Regions from separate parts of the Anas platyrhynchos genome. Here region 2 is linked to region 1. Evidence: chromatin contacts called from public Hi-C data. All regions are on one chromosome and are shown on one strand. The core of a region is the stretch at or near the end of the contact, and the rest is flanking DNA. Distances in the headings are between cores, read along the strand shown.

Region 1 (7,297 bases), core at 2,224-4,723:
CGCCACCCCTCGCAGGGGACCAGGGCAGGGCTCAGGGGACGATCCCTTGGGGTCCCTCTGCTGCCAGGGCCCCACACAGGGCCCCAGCATCCTCCTGCTTGTGTGCCTGTGGGAGCTGCGTGAGCTGGGTGATGGGAACACCAGCGACAAATGGGCCAGGGGAGGTCATTCCTACGCACAAACCCCTTCGGAAGCTGCATCAAGAGTAAGGCATCTGCACGCTCCTTTACCCTTACTCTGCCTTTTGCACTTCTCCTGGGCAGCCAAATTGGCCAGGTCGGTGTGCACAGAACTTCCCAGCCACCTTTCCTATCCAGGGCTGCTCAGACAAGCTCAAGAGGAAGGGCTGCGCCCTGCTCTGTGCCCACCAGGACCCCTCGGTGCCCCAGGACATCCCCCAGTGCGCTCTGTGGTGTCTCCAGCTCTGTTTTCCCTTCCCATTGCTGTCACCGCAGTGTCTCCAGCTCTGCTTCCCTGCCCCACTGGGACAGGAGGGCCGGGACGAGGCAGCACAGCCATGGGGATGGGACAGAAGCTGCCTTTCTGTGCGCACAGACCTGCTGACGAGCAAAACGCGGCCAAACACGAATGCAGAAGGCAGACAGGGTGATGGCAGGACGTTGCTGCAATTAGTTAATGAGTGTTAACGAAGTTAGCACTCTGTTTGAGGGAGTCAGCAGTGCTGCAGCTGGGAATCACAGAGCAAGAGGGTGGCTTATTCCCATAGCCCAGATAAGGGCTGGACACCCGAACAACCTCCTGCTCCAGATGTCCGCAAGTGTCGGGGAGGTGACGGGTGCCCCCCCACTTTTTTGGGTAGAAAAATGGAGAAAATGCATTCAGGCAGCACATGACTCATAAAAGCAGCAGCTGATTCCTGAAGACAGCAGAACAGCAGGCATCCAGTTTCCACGAAACCCCGTTTTCAGCTGTTTGTGTCCCAGGAAAAGGCCCAGGGAAACGGAGCCGGCCACACAGGAGCCCTGAGCGGGACGACGTCAGGTTTAGGGGAGCAATTTTGCTGTTATTATACAACATTATTCCTAAAACCATGTGCGGACCGGAGCTCCCTGCTCTTTATTAGCCTGCTCTGGGCGTGCCTGGGCCTCGGGTCTGCAGGCTGACAATAGCAGCCTGTTATTAATGTCATTAATGTCATTACCACCGCACACGGATTGCCATAGAGCCCATCACACAGGCTCTCAATTACGCTTTGTGCTTAGGTAGCACCTTTCCCTTCAGGTCCCATGCTGCTTTACAAACATTAAACCAGTGTTGGAATTTTTGCCAAAGGCAAAACAAAAAAAAAATAAAGGAGGGGGGAGGAAATCCCAGCATCGATGCCTCCAGTCTCTGCCTGCCTCACTGGACAGGGGTCGTATGCAGGAAAAGCTACAAAACATCTAATTTTGGTGTGCGAGGGACTGGTGTCGGGGCTGGGACTGGTGTTGGGGATGGATTCGGCCCTCGTGGTGCTGCAGATCCTAAGAGCTGGGAGGCTCAGGGGCCTCGAGCAGCTGCCGGGGATTCCTCGAGCCCTGGGCGTGCCGGCACCCAGCGCGTCGCGCATCAGCGCCTTTAATGAGCAGGGCAATTAAACTCTCCCACTCCCGGCCCGGAGTGTTTTCTCTCAGCACCGTCACAGGGGAAATTTCCAGTGCCTGCTGCAGGTTTTTATTCCTCTGCAAGATGAAAGCACCGAGAGCTCCCGTGGGGTTCACTCCCCAACTCCCATTGCGGCTGCGGGACCCGGGTCCTGCCCCTCGTGGCGCAGGGGAGGTGCCGCGTCCCTCCTCGTTATCCAGGTCAAAGCTCCGTGCCATCTTCACACAATTACCTTCCATAATTAGCTGCAATTAGCCTGCTGTGGTTTGGAAGCCTCAGCAAGGGTTTTATCTAGGAGAGTGCTGGCGGTGCTGCCTTCCCCTTGGGCTGGGGGCTGCAGCTCCCTGCCCCGGCTGCGTGCCACCTCCTGCCTCGTGCCTTCCCCATTTCTGAGGTCAAATCACCTGCAGAGAAATAATCGGCTCCTGCTGGTAATTTACAGTGGGATTTCCCAGCCTCACCCCCTTCCTGACAGCTTTCCCCTTTTGGCTACCTTTGCTCTCCGGCCACCAAGGGCTGGGTGTTATGGGAAGCCCCTCTGAGGGCTGGGTCGGACTCCTAAATAAATATCTCTACAGGCACACACAGGCTCCTAAACCTCACCCCGAGGCGATGGGGGCTGGCAGGAGCAGTGGCCACAGGGACGGGGCTGCTCTGCGGAGGAGCCCCCAGCAAAGGCAGGCCACGGGAGCATCTCCCCAGCTCCCTGCCCCAGGAGGACCCATGCCCTAAGCGGTGCCAGCGAGATGTTTGTTATCACACCTGGCACTTCCTCTCCAAGCACTTTAAAGCTTTAAAGCAACAAAGCAACAGACCGTCCCTGGAAGGGCACACAGCCCTGCCTCCTCTTAAATGCACTACCCAAAGTATTTCGTGCTGACTTTATTCCTCAGTGAACTGCTTTGGTTTCAGGGTGGGGAAGAGCTCTGGAGCAATAAAACCTCTCAAGGGCTAGAAAAAAAAAAAAAAAAAAAAAAAGCCCATTTGGTGGGAGCTGTCACATCTATAACCAATATCCCCAAATTGTGCACTTTTGAAGATTTCTGAAGAATTAAAGCAGAAAAAAAAAAAAAGTCACTTTAATGAATAATTCAGGCTTTTTTTTCCCCATCATCTCTGGACCTTTCTGAGCTATAATTTCAAAGATAAAAGAACAAACGAGCTCGTTTCATACCCTGGCATTTGCGCCACCGTCCTCCCGAGCCGCTCCCAGCCCCGCAGCCGGCGGCGGCAGCAGCAGCAGGAGCTCGCTTCCAGCACACGAACCGGCTCGCCGGGCACGGCAGGGAGCAGCGGGCAGGGCGAGACCTCGGCCCAGCCTTCTCCATCCAGGAGTTTTGCAACCGACTTCAGTGGAGCCGGGGTTTCGGCACGGCAGGCGGCCAGGCAGCAGCTGGCTTCATCTCCAGAGCTTCAAGAGCTCGGCACCGGCCGCTCGGTGGTGCAACGCCCCAAAAGGGCACCACGTTTGGGCAACCCTGCTGCCCCTCGCCTGCGGAGAGCCACCTGGGTGCAGGGGCTGAGCAGAGCTGCTCTGCCCCGTGTGCCCCGTGGGGATGCTCGAGGGGAGGCAGCTCCGCAGGCGAGCCGAGTCAGGCTCGCCTCTCGCCCCGTCGCACAAGGCGCACCCAGCCAAAACGTTTCCAAATCTCTGGGGAGCAAACCAACGCGCGGCTTCCTTCCCCAGGCCTTCCCTCTGCTGCTGTTGTCACCGCGAGGGAACCTGCTTTGTTCTCACAGGTGCTGAGCTTCCTCGTGCTGCGCTTTCTCATGATCAGGGAACGCCAAGCAGCTTCCAGCCCGGGTTAATTACTCAGTAATAGCAGCAAAACACCCTCAGCATTCTTCCGGAAACACACTGCAGCCAGCACGGAATGTGATGCAACGCTCTGATTCATCCCAGTGTCTAGGAAAATATCAGAGCAATAAGCTGATAAGGAAGAACAGGCCCAGCGCAGCTCATTTTCAACCTGTAATTAGAACAGTCTGGGCAGGAATTGTGACAAAGTTCCCCCTGGTGTGGCTCAGGGCAGGCGTCCCATCCCGTTCCTCTGCAGGGGACAGGGACAGGACCCGAGGGAATGGCACGGAGATGGGACAGGGCAGGGTCAGGATGGGTGTTAGGGAAAGGTTTTGCGCCCAGGGGTGCTCGGGCACTGGAAGGACTCCCCAGGGACGTGGTCACGGCACCAAGCTGCCAGAGTTCAAGGAGCCTGTGGACCAATCAGACGCACAGTCTGATTTTTGGCTGGTCCTGAGCAGAGCCAGGAGTTGGACTCAGTGATCCTGGTGGGTCCCTTCCAGCTCGGGACGTTCTGTGCTTCTTCCAGACGCACCTGCAGGAGCCTCTGGGCTGCGCTCCAGGGCACGGTGCCCACGCAGGAGCGGCTGGATGGCACCGTGCTGGCATGTCGGGGCTGTCAGTGCCACTTTTGGGGTCCCAGGGTTGCAGGAGACGCCACCTGCAGCCTCTACACCAGGTTCCCAGGCAGGCTGTGGTGTCAGATCTCATCCAGGGCCACCCAGATGTCCCCAGCAGCACAGTGGTGGCTGTGTGTGACCTCCTGCTCCTCCTGGGACCCCGGAACCGCCTGTGCAGGAGCGCAGGGCAGGCCCCTTGGCTTTCCAAGCAGCTGAAGCCAGGTTCTAGCAGTCCCCTGGTCCCTATAGCACTGGTACCCACAGTGCTGGAGCCAGCCCGGGTATCCCCATGGAGCCAAACCCCCTCGATGGCAGCCACACGCCAGCGCAGGGGGGGCTCTGCCGCAGCCAAAGCAATCCCCACCTCTCCTCCTCTTCGCTGGGGCTGAATGTCAGAGCCCCAGGCTGTGCCGTTCCACCTGGCGCTCAGGGAAGGAGGAGAGAGTTCATTTCAGGTCCCACAGCCCCAAACCATGCCACTTTCTGCCGCGTTAATCAGCACCGAGGGCTGCCCGCGCGGGCGGCGGCACGCTGCCACTGCCATCTGCTGCCGCGCGCCGCCACTGCTCCGGGCCTTGGGCTCCCCAAAAACCTCAGCAGCTTTGAGTCCCTACCACTGCACTTTGCCCACGCACGCCGCACGCACGTGTCTGCAGTGCTCTGAAAGGTCCTGAGCCAGGGGTTTTACTCCCCGAATAACCTGCAGGCTTTCCTTTCGCCTATGCCTGCTTAGCAAGTCCTGCGCAAAGAGGCTGCTGTGACCTGCAGGTCACCCGAATTCCCATCAGGACAGGCAGCCATCACCCTAAATGCCATCAGAAGGGCTGCTGTGAAGACAAGGAAGCTCCCACTTGAACCTAGGCGATTTTTCCCAGTGAGGAAGGGCCACGTGAATGCGCCGGGGCCGTTCCAACGCAGCGCCCAGGGCCGGTGGTGCAACAGCGGTGACTCAGGACGCGGCGTCTGCACCCTCTCACCCCTGCTGGCAGGCACTGCGTGGGCTGATGTGCCTCGGGACATCGGGCACAAGTGCTGACAGCTGCCCACCGAGCAAAACTGGGGCAGGGGAGCAGCGCTGCTCAACCCAAGTAACCCGCCAAGGCCACCAGCACCGGCTCGTGCTCATTTACTGCTCACCCCCCAGCATCGTCCCCAGCATCTGCAGCGTAATCTCCTCTGCACGCCGGGCAGCCAGCCTGCTTTCTGCTTGACTTGTTTCCCTCTGCAAAAAGCGTTCTCTAACCACCATTATCTAATATTTAGCAGCGCGCTGTAATAAACAAAGTGTTAGAGATGAGACTACACGTCGCACTTAGTGTTAGGCTGTGCATTCCAAATGAAAAGGCTGTTAGCAGGGTGAAATATTGTTCTGTGCAGCTTTTAGGTATTTTCTGCTCTCGATCAGAGCCCAATTAGATTCCTTTCCGAGGGAAAACGACTCTTTGAGGCACGGGAGCCGAGCACCTTAGCTGCAAAAAAGAAGCTTTTAGAATAATTGTCACTTAGCACAAAGATATATTTGGTTACCAAAAAGGAAAACTCTGCAGATCATTATCTGTCCCACTTATTCTCCTTCCACAACACGATGAATTAAAGATGATCTGCGCTGCCACAAGCTGCCACCCAGGCAGACACCCTGGTCCGAGTGGCGGTGCCCCCCTGGGGGCTGGAGCGAGGGGTCCCCATGGTGCTGGGTGCCCCTGCAAGATGGGACCCAGCGCTCGGTCCCGGAGCACCCCTTGGGCACCGATTCTGGCTGCACTCTGCTTTCTTTCAGATGCAGATTAAAAGCATCTCCCGGTTTTATGGAAGAGACTTGAGCCAAGTTCCAGCCGCCTACCCCAGCCTGGCAGCCACTCCAGAAAAACATTTGGCCTCCATTGTTCCTCTTTGTTTTAATCTGGAATCCAGATTTGCCTGGAGTCCTCTGAGTACTTTTTCCTTTTTTTTTTTTTTTTTTTTTTGTTTTCGAGTCAGGTGTTTTCCATTCACTGATAACATCGCCGTGTTTGTTCCAAGATCACCTGCATAAACATGATCTCAGCGCAAGGGGCAAGGTTCAAGAGTTGAAATCTGCACCATTGTGTGCCTGTGTGTGAGCGCGCCTGTGTCAGCCAAACCTGTATTTTGTCCCTTCTAATTATACCTCACCATATTAACAGATAATAGCTGTACATTTAAGCAAATTATCTCAAATAAAAAGAGGACAATAATTACACTGTTTGTTTTTGCTCCTTTCATTGCTGGAATTATTCTTTGTTTGCCTAGAGTTAAATATTAGCGAGAACCTTTCTGCACTAATGTCTGCTCAGTTGCCTTTTACTGTTTTAAACCAGCAAGAGTCAGTAAAAGTTTGGGCAAATATTAGATTTGGCAGAGTTTGCTGTTTGTATCAGGAAACCGATTGGTGTTATTGATTGACAGATGTGACCAAATGTTTAGAAAGTCTGTCCTCTATTGGATTCTGCTAGGTGTTTCAGCAAACAGTCCTAATACAAGGCAAACAGAGTTATTGGAAGAAGTACCAGGCTGTGTTAGCACAGCAAACTGAGGGCTATGCAAACAGCTTAAAAGAATCTGGCCACCTTCATATAACCTTTGATGTAGGTATTGATCCTTCTGAAGGTGGCAAAAAGTTTGAACAGGGAGCAGATTGAGTGGGATCAGATATATATAAACACCGTAAGAATGTAAATGTTATCTTTAAGCTACACTGTCGCTTTGGTAATGGATGTCTGTTTGGAATTTATCTTCTTCCAAATCTCTAAATCCATGCAGCAATAAAAATTAATAATAACTTTTAGATAGACTGCCTCCTAAGTCTCTCTCTCCTCCCCTGATAAGCGCAGCATCAGGCATCTTTAATTCTCCTAAGCCGGGGACAGGGGCTTGTGGAAAGCAGCAGCCGCGGCCTCGAGGGCTGCTGGCGGGTGGCCAGGCTGCTGGGGTGGCACGTGGCCGGGCTGCTGGAGCTGCATGGGGGTGCAGAAATGGGGAGCACGGGGATGTGCCAGCATGGGGAGGTACAAACGGGGAGCACTGGGGTGTGCCAGCATGGGGAGGTACAAACGGGGAGCTCTGGGGTGTCCAGCACGAGGGTGCATCAACAGGGCGCACGGGGATGCGCCAGCAGGGCAGCACTTGGGTGCTAATGGGGTGGTACGACCCCAATTTGGCCTTGTTTTCTGGGGCAGGATGAGGTTGTGACTTCTATCTGGGCTCCTGCATGCTTTGCAGAGGAAACTGCCTTGCAAAAGGCACTCGGAGGCAG
Region 2 (7,297 bases), core at 2,541-5,040, 140 kb before region 1:
AAGCCAAATAAACTTGCTGATAGCTCGCCGTGCTCTCCGCGCTCCGTCATTAGTATGCGTTTCGCTGCCTTTCCAGCTCTGAAATCCTTGTTTAGATAAACTTGAAAGCTGAAGGAAATTTGGCAGGCAGGGTCCTGCCCTGCGCGGAGGGCAGATAGTGTCACCTGAAATGTAAACAGGCGCTATTGACTGGGGCCGGGACCGGCTTGTCAACGATAAAGCCACCTCGCGGGGTGGCTGCCTTCACACAATGAGCGCCGCTTTCATGTTTGGCGAGTTAATCTATTAAACGGCGGCCAGGAAATGAGATGGGAACAGAAGCCACTCGGTTACCGGTGTGTGTGTGTGTGTGTGTGCAGGTTTCTCCTCTTTTCCCCCTCCCCACACCACCTCCCCTGCATCCTAATGGCAAATCTGATGAAGCCGTCCCAGCCCCTTCCAGGATTAACGGGTACCCGGGGAGGTACGAGGGGAAGGTTAAAAAGATATGGAAGGAAAGCTCCACGTCTTGGTTCAGGGCCCGTGTGCCGCAGGGAGGCACCCTGAACCCCGCAGTGAGCAGCCAGGGGTCGGATTTTGGGGCAGGGCGAGCAGCGGGCACAGCGGGGACCCAAAGGGGACGGGGCCCAGTGGCTCCTTCCCCGCAGATGCCGATTGCGCAGGGGAAGCGTGGCTCGGTTTCCCCGAAAGGGCGGCTCTGCGGTGGGTCTGCTCGGTGTCACAACACCCCCAGCTCGGGAGCCGTGCCTGGGGTTTTCTCCCTGAGCGGGGTGGGTGAGGGCGTCCCCGTTTCCCTTCCCCATTTCCCTTCCCGTGGCTGTGAGACCTCGCGGGGTGCCGTGGCCTCAAGCACGCAGCGCGGCTCGGCCAAGCCACGTGTGGGACCTTCGGGGGGACCTTGCATCACCCCAGAGACCCCAAAACCGCCTGTGGCCGGAGTGCTCGGCCCTACAACCCTTGGGGCATGTGGAGGACAAGGGGCAGGAGCGGGCTGGGGCTCCCCTGCTGCACCCACACCCGGTGACCCCACACCCCGAGCACGGTGCCCATCGGGCTGGGGGGGGAGGCAGCCGCTCCTCCTGCCGAGCCTTCCTCTGAGATCGTTACGAAAAAAATCTCAGGGAAAAAAAAAAAAAAAAAACTTCTGGGAAAAGATCATGGTTTCTAATTGGGATGTGCAAATATCAATTTAAGCAGATTTTAAATCAATATGAACCAGAACATTTCCTTTCACCCCTAATTGTTCTTTCCTTTTTTTTTTTTTTTCTTTTTTTTTTTTCTTTTTCAACCAGGTGAGCTTTAATAACCTAAAATAAAACATCTGCTATTTCAGTGCAGCCCTAGCGTGAGGAATATCAATTAACGAGAGGCATTCTTGGTCGTCTGAGTTCACCACAACAGCGCTGGCTGGATGGAAATGTGAAGAAAATTACAACCTTTTCGGGGAAACCATTAAATAAAAATCAGAATTTGTCCATAAATACCGCTGGGGGAGGGAAGCAGCTCCTCTAATGCCTTCTATTTTCAGCAGCGGAACCCAATTTCCAGCGTCCCTTCCCTGTCCCCTTTTCCCACCCCATTGGGGCCCAGGAAGCACCAGGGGCTGTGGGGCCGGCCCCGTCCCAGCGGTGTGGGGTGGTTGGGGGTCACGGTGCCGGGATGGGGACCCTGTGGGTGCCCAGCACCCATGGGAGATCGGCTGTGGATGTTTTTCCCCTATGGGGGGCATTTCTCAGGGGCTTTGCTCATCTTTGGGGGCTGGAGGCAGGACAGCAAGAGCCAGGCTCCATCGGGGGAGCTTCTGGGGGGCTGGCGGCCTCGGGAGCCCTGGTTGGGGGGCTCCAAGCACGGCGGGCAGGGGGTGCCCCAGGGTGGGTGGTGGGTGCTGGGGGCCGAGCTCTGGCACACTGAGTACCTGGCAGCCAGCGCCAGCTCCCCGCCGTGAAAAAATAAAAATGAGAATTAAAAATGAGATAAAAAGGTAAAAAGAAAAAAAGAAAGAAAAAATAAAATAAAACTTTAAAAAATGAGAAAAAATACAATTAGGATAAAATAAAATTGAAAAAAGAAATAAAAATAAGATAAAAATAAGATAAAAATTAAAAAATAAGAACTTAAAAAACTAATATAACTAGAATAAAATAAAAATTAAAAAAGAAATAAAAATAAAATAAAAATTTAAAAATAAGAAATTAAAATAAATAATAAAATGAGAACAAAATAAATTTTAAAAAATAAAAAATAAAATAAAAAAATAAAAATAAGGAACAAAAATAAAATAAAGCATTAAAATTAGAATAAAATAAAATTTAAAAAAATAAATAAATTACAAAAAAAATAAAAAGGGGGGGATTATAAAAGCAGCAGGAAGGCGGAAGGCGGGGGGGGGAGGCGAGGAGCCGCTGCCATCCGCACAGGGGGGGTTGGGGGGGGGGGAGCAGTGCGGCGGCTCCGGCTCCGCTTTGCAAATCCGGTCCGGGTTTTGCGGCGCGCCCCCTGGCCCCACGTGGGGCACGGCGGCCCCGGGCGCGGCGGCCAATGGGAAGGGGGCGCGCGGGCAGCGCCCGGCCCCGCCACGGGGCGCGCGGCAACCGGCGGGGGGGGGGCGGGGGGCGGCCCCCGGCCCCATCGGGACCCCCCCGGGGACCCCCCCTGGGACCCCCCGGGACCCTCCCTGGGGTGCACCGCCAGGGGGTCCCCGGCCCCCCGGTACCGATCCGGGGAGGTGGGGGGGGAGCAGAGGAGGCGCTGGGCTGGGGGCTGGGGGGGGATTTTTCTTCTTTTTCACCCCTATTTTTTTATTTTTTCTTATTTAAATCGCTGCGTTTCATTACGAGGGAGCGCCAAATAATAATAATAAAAAAAAAAAAAGTAAAAAAAAAAAAGTAAAAAAAAAAAGTCAAAAAAAAAGTCAAAAAAAAAAGTCAAAAAAAAAATTAAAAAAAAAAAAATAATATAAAATATTCCTTTGATACACAAAATCAAATTGATATTTAGCCTCTGCTTACTTTTTTATGCATGGCTCCCTTCGCCGCGCGGTAGTGACAGATTGTTTGAGCTGGGAGGAAAAGCCATTCAGAGCTAATTAAGCAGCCATTCCGGGCACTATTTGCAAGCGGGAGGCTGCAAAGCAGAGGCATTTGTCAGCGCTCCGCCCCACGTGGCTTTGATTGACAGCTCCGCCGCCCGAGTGGCAGCCGCGCCGCCGCCGTCCAATGGGGTGGCGGGAGGAGACAGCACCGTGCTCTGATTGGTCGGAGGGGGGTTTGAGTGACAGCTGCCCCACGTGGGGCGGGGAGGCTCCGGGTGACGCGCGGCGCGGGAGCCATTTTGTGCCGCCGGGATGGGGCTGCGGGGCTCGGCTGGGAATGGGGCCGGGATGGGGACGGGACCGGGGCTCCCCCGAGCACTACGGGGCTGGGACCGGCGGTGGAGCCCGGTAGCTCCCTGAGAAGGGGTTCAGCGGGGCTTGCAGCCGCTCCCGGGGCTCCTTTTCCCTTTGTGCCAACCATTTTCCCCGCGTTCAACCTCAAACAGCGTGAAAAAATTTTAAAATCGGGCAAAAAAACAAAAAAAAACACCCCAAACCGGCAGCCCCGCAGCCTCCCGCTCGGGGCCGTCCCGGTGCCGCCCGGTGGCGGGGCCGCCCCTCCCGCGCTGCCCATTGTGACGTCCCTTACGGCGGCGTCCAATCAGCGGCCTCCCCCTCCGCCCCCACGTGGGTTCCCCGCGCTGCCATTGGCTGCCTGAGCTCCGAGGCCGCCCGGGCTGCTGGCCCCGCCCAGCGGCGGGCGCGCTCCGGTGGCGGCGGCGCGGGCCGCGTGCTCCGGGGCTGCCCCAGTCCGCGCGCGGCGGCGGCACCGAGCGGCGGGAGCCGGCCCCGGGGAGCGCCCCCCAGACACCGCGACCCCGCCGCGACCCCGACCCCCCGGATCTCTTCTTCTTCCCCTCGGCCCCCCCAAGCCCAGCATGGCCCGAGGAGCCCCGGCGCCGCCGCTGCCGCCGTTCCGGAGCTGAACCGAGAGCCGGGAGGAGCGGAGCGGAGCGGCCGGTGCCGTCGCTCGGATGTGTACGGCCTTCTCCCCCTCCTCCTCCTCTCCTCCATGGCCGTCGTGCTCCGCCGTTAGTTCCTGGCTTTGCTTCCCCCCCTTTCTCGCCCAGGAATACCTCGGGGGCTCCTTCCTCGCCGCTTTGTTTTCATTTTTTTTTTATTACGATGACCCTTTTTTGGCTGATTTTTATTTTTTTTTTCCTGGTTTCGCTCTTGGAAAGGGAGGAAGGGAGGGGGGGTAAAGCCCGGCGGCTCGGGCGGCGGCAGCAGCAGCAGGGGCTGGCCGGGCTCCGCGGGTGCGCAGCGCCTTCCCCGGCCGAGCCGCGCGGTGCGGAGCCTGCGCCGGGGGGCGAGCGGGGCTGGCCGGGGCCCCGCTGCTTTTTTCTCCCCCCCCCTCAGCCTCCTTTTCTCCTCCTCACCCCTCCTTTTTTCTCTCTCTCTCGCTCTCTCTCTCCCCCCCCTCCTTCCTCGCCTCCTCCGCCCCCCGCACGGACTTTCCTCTCGTCTCTTTGTTCCAGTTCTCGGCCTCTCCGGGAGCGCTCCGTGGCCGGCGGGCAGCAGCGCACGTCGCGATCGTCGCGGCTGGCTCCAGTGACCGCGCCCCAGCCCGGCCATGTACCCCCAGGGCCGGCACCCGGTGAGTCCCGGACCCCCCCTTCCCTTGGCTGAGCTTCCCCCAATTCCCTTTTTCCCCCCCCCCCCCCCCCAAGCCGCTGAGCGTCCCCCCCCCCACTCCCCGCAGGCTCCGCACCAGCCGGGCCAGCCGGGCTTTAAATTCACCGTGGCCGAATCGTGCGACCGGATCAAGGACGAGTTCCAGTTCCTGCAAGCCCAGTACCACAGGTGAGCCTTGGGAGAAAGGGAGGGGGGTAGTGGGGGGGGGACACCTTAAAAAAAAAAAAAATTAAAAAAAAAAAAAGGGGGGGGGGGTGCCGTGGCGAGCTGCGCCCCGTGGTGGCTGACGGCCCCCCCCATACATACACACACCCGGTTGTGCTTTGCTTCCCCCCCCCCCCCCCCGCCCCCCCCCAGCCTGAAAGTGGAGTACGACAAGCTGGCGAACGAGAAGACGGAGATGCAGCGCCATTACGTGATGGTGAGCGGCGGGCGGGGGGGGGTGGGGGGGTGGAGGGGGGGCGGCCCCGCCGCCGAGCCCCCGGCCGAGGGAGGGGTGGAAAAGAAAAGGGAGAAATAAGTAGGGGGGGGTCGTCACCGCCCCCTCCCACCCCCCCCCCCCCCGTCCCGCCCTGCGGTAGCCCAGGCTCGGGGTGGCAGCGCTGAGCCCCCCCCCCCCCCGGCTCCCAACCGCAGGCTCCTAATCGCAGGGGGGGGATGGGGGGGGCGTGGGAACACCGGGACCCCCCCTCCGGTACCCCCCCGGCCCCCCGGTGCTGCCCCCGGGTCCGGTCCAGCCCAGCCCTCTGCGTGCCCCCCATGGGCTGGCTGGGGGCTGTGACCCCCCCCTGGAGCCCTCCAGCCCCCGACCCCTGGGTTTGAGCCGCTTCGTGTCCCCGGGGGGGGGGACATGGGAGGGCTGTGGGGTGTCCCCAGGGCGAGCCAGAAACATCTGCTGGCTGTAAGGTGTCATTTCCTCGGCTGCCAGCACGGCCCCCACCAGGATGCTTTCTGGTAATGACCTTATGCAAACGCCGCCTGGTAAATGAATTCAAATTCACCTCGGCTCCTTTTTCTTTTTTTATTTTTTTTTCTTTCTTTTTTTTTTTTTTTTGGTGTGTTTCTCCCTCCCCCAGTACTATGAGATGTCGTACGGTTTGAATATTGAAATGCACAAACAGGTGAGTAATGGGAAGGGGGGAGGTGGGGCTGGGGGGCTCTCCTCTTTGCCCTTTTTCTCAGTATTGGGGGGGGGGGAAATAAACCCTGAGCAGTGAGCGGGGGCGAGGGCAGGGTCGGGGAGGTGGCTCCGGGGGAGCCTCGGGGCCCCGCAGCCCCGTTTGGCGGAGCAGATTTGGTGTGTGCGCTCGGGAGAAACTCGGATTTGGGGAAATCTGTTTGTGGGGGGTGCCAGGAGGTGCGTGCCCGGCGTGGTGGGTTCCCGGTGCTCGGAAAATGGGGATCCCTGGAGCCTTCCCCTCCTTGGTGGGGCAAAGAACCCCGCTCTGGGGTCAAACCCCAACCCTCGCGGCGCCGTGGCGTGAGACTTGCAGGGAATTAGGGAATTATCTTTGGGATGCCGATAGCCGCTGGTGTGTTGCTCAATGGCACGGGTTTGTCTTTGCATCTGGAAAAATGAAGCAATGTTTGGTGCTTTTTTTTTTTTTTTTTTTTTTCCTTTGGGTCTCCTCTAATATGTAACTTGCCCGAAGGAAAAATATAGAAAGGCCGGAGCAGAATGCGGTGTGCTACCTTGATAAGATTACGGTTAAAGAGCCTAAAGGCTGGGCACATGATGGTAAAACTTAAAGGAATAAAGTTATTATTGAGATTAGACCTGATTATTTGTGCTGCTGCTGCTTACTGGTTTTAGAAGTAGTTCTAATTAAGAACTGAAGGCAGATACGAGTTGACATCAACTTTGCAACTCGCAGATCAGCCCCGTTCAGCTCCAGAGTGGTTTTGCTTAATAGCAGCATCGCGGTCCTGCCTATGGAAGTGTCGTTAGCAGATGATTAAATTCAAAGCAGCGTGTCTGGGAGTCTGCCTCTCCTTCACACACGGTTCCCTTCGGCTTTTTGGTGTGTGTAGTCACAGAGTAGCACAAATAATTACTGCTTAGCCGTCAGGGTTTTTTGTTGGGCTTTTGTTTGGCTGGGGTTTTTGCTTGTTGTTGTTGGGTGGTGGTTTTTTTTTTTTTGTTTTTTTTTTTTAATGTCTTCTTCCATGCAGATTATCCCAACTCCCTGTTCTCTGTCGCTTCACCCAGCCAGAGGTGTCTGTGTGAGGCTGCTTCGCCTCGGGTGCCTTTGGTTGTGGTGTGGCCCGGGATGCCCCCGCGCGCAGGGCTGGTGCCCGCTGCCCTGGCAGGTCTCTGCCAGCCTTGGTTTGGGGATGCAGCACATTTTGTCACCTGGTTGCTGGTGCTGTGATGGCTTGGCCCCGTGCAGGGGTTGAAATGTCGCTGTTTGTGCTGATGGGAGCTTAGGAAAGCAGCTCTGAGATGTGCGGGGTGTGTTGCACCGGGGATGGTGCCTGCAGAGCCCTGCTCCAGGAGGGGCTGTGCTGCTGGATGGGGACCGGCCGCTGGTCTTGGCTTTGTGGGGTGTTGGTGGGATGCTCGGCTCCTTC

What was found. A called contact is a pair of places that touch in the nucleus more often than the background predicts.
Region 2: a contact with region 1 is called in a Hi-C map of liver, with 2.5 times the contacts expected there. The contact joins the promoter of TLE3 here to the enhancer-like site in region 1. A contact is called at or near these places in 2 of 8 Hi-C or Micro-C datasets (liver and skeletal muscle).

Annotation. Positions count from the first base shown.
Region 1 is chr11:24,002,542-24,009,838 of IASCAAS_PekinDuck_T2T, reverse strand. No RefSeq gene overlaps it. Among named protein-coding and RNA genes, the nearest start is that of KIF23, 51 kb to the right of the region's middle. Within about 2 kb of position 3,473, at least 5 of the 8 cell types and tissues checked have an H3K27ac peak or open chromatin away from gene starts, as enhancers often do.
Region 2 is chr11:24,140,167-24,147,463 of IASCAAS_PekinDuck_T2T, reverse strand. TLE3 (TLE family member 3, transcriptional corepressor) reads left to right here and starts at 3,790. Exons shown (of 21, transcript XM_072043254.1): 1 at 3,790-4,069; 2 at 4,570-4,688; 3 at 4,794-4,894; 4 at 5,084-5,147; 5 at 5,803-5,847. The coding sequence starts at 4,665.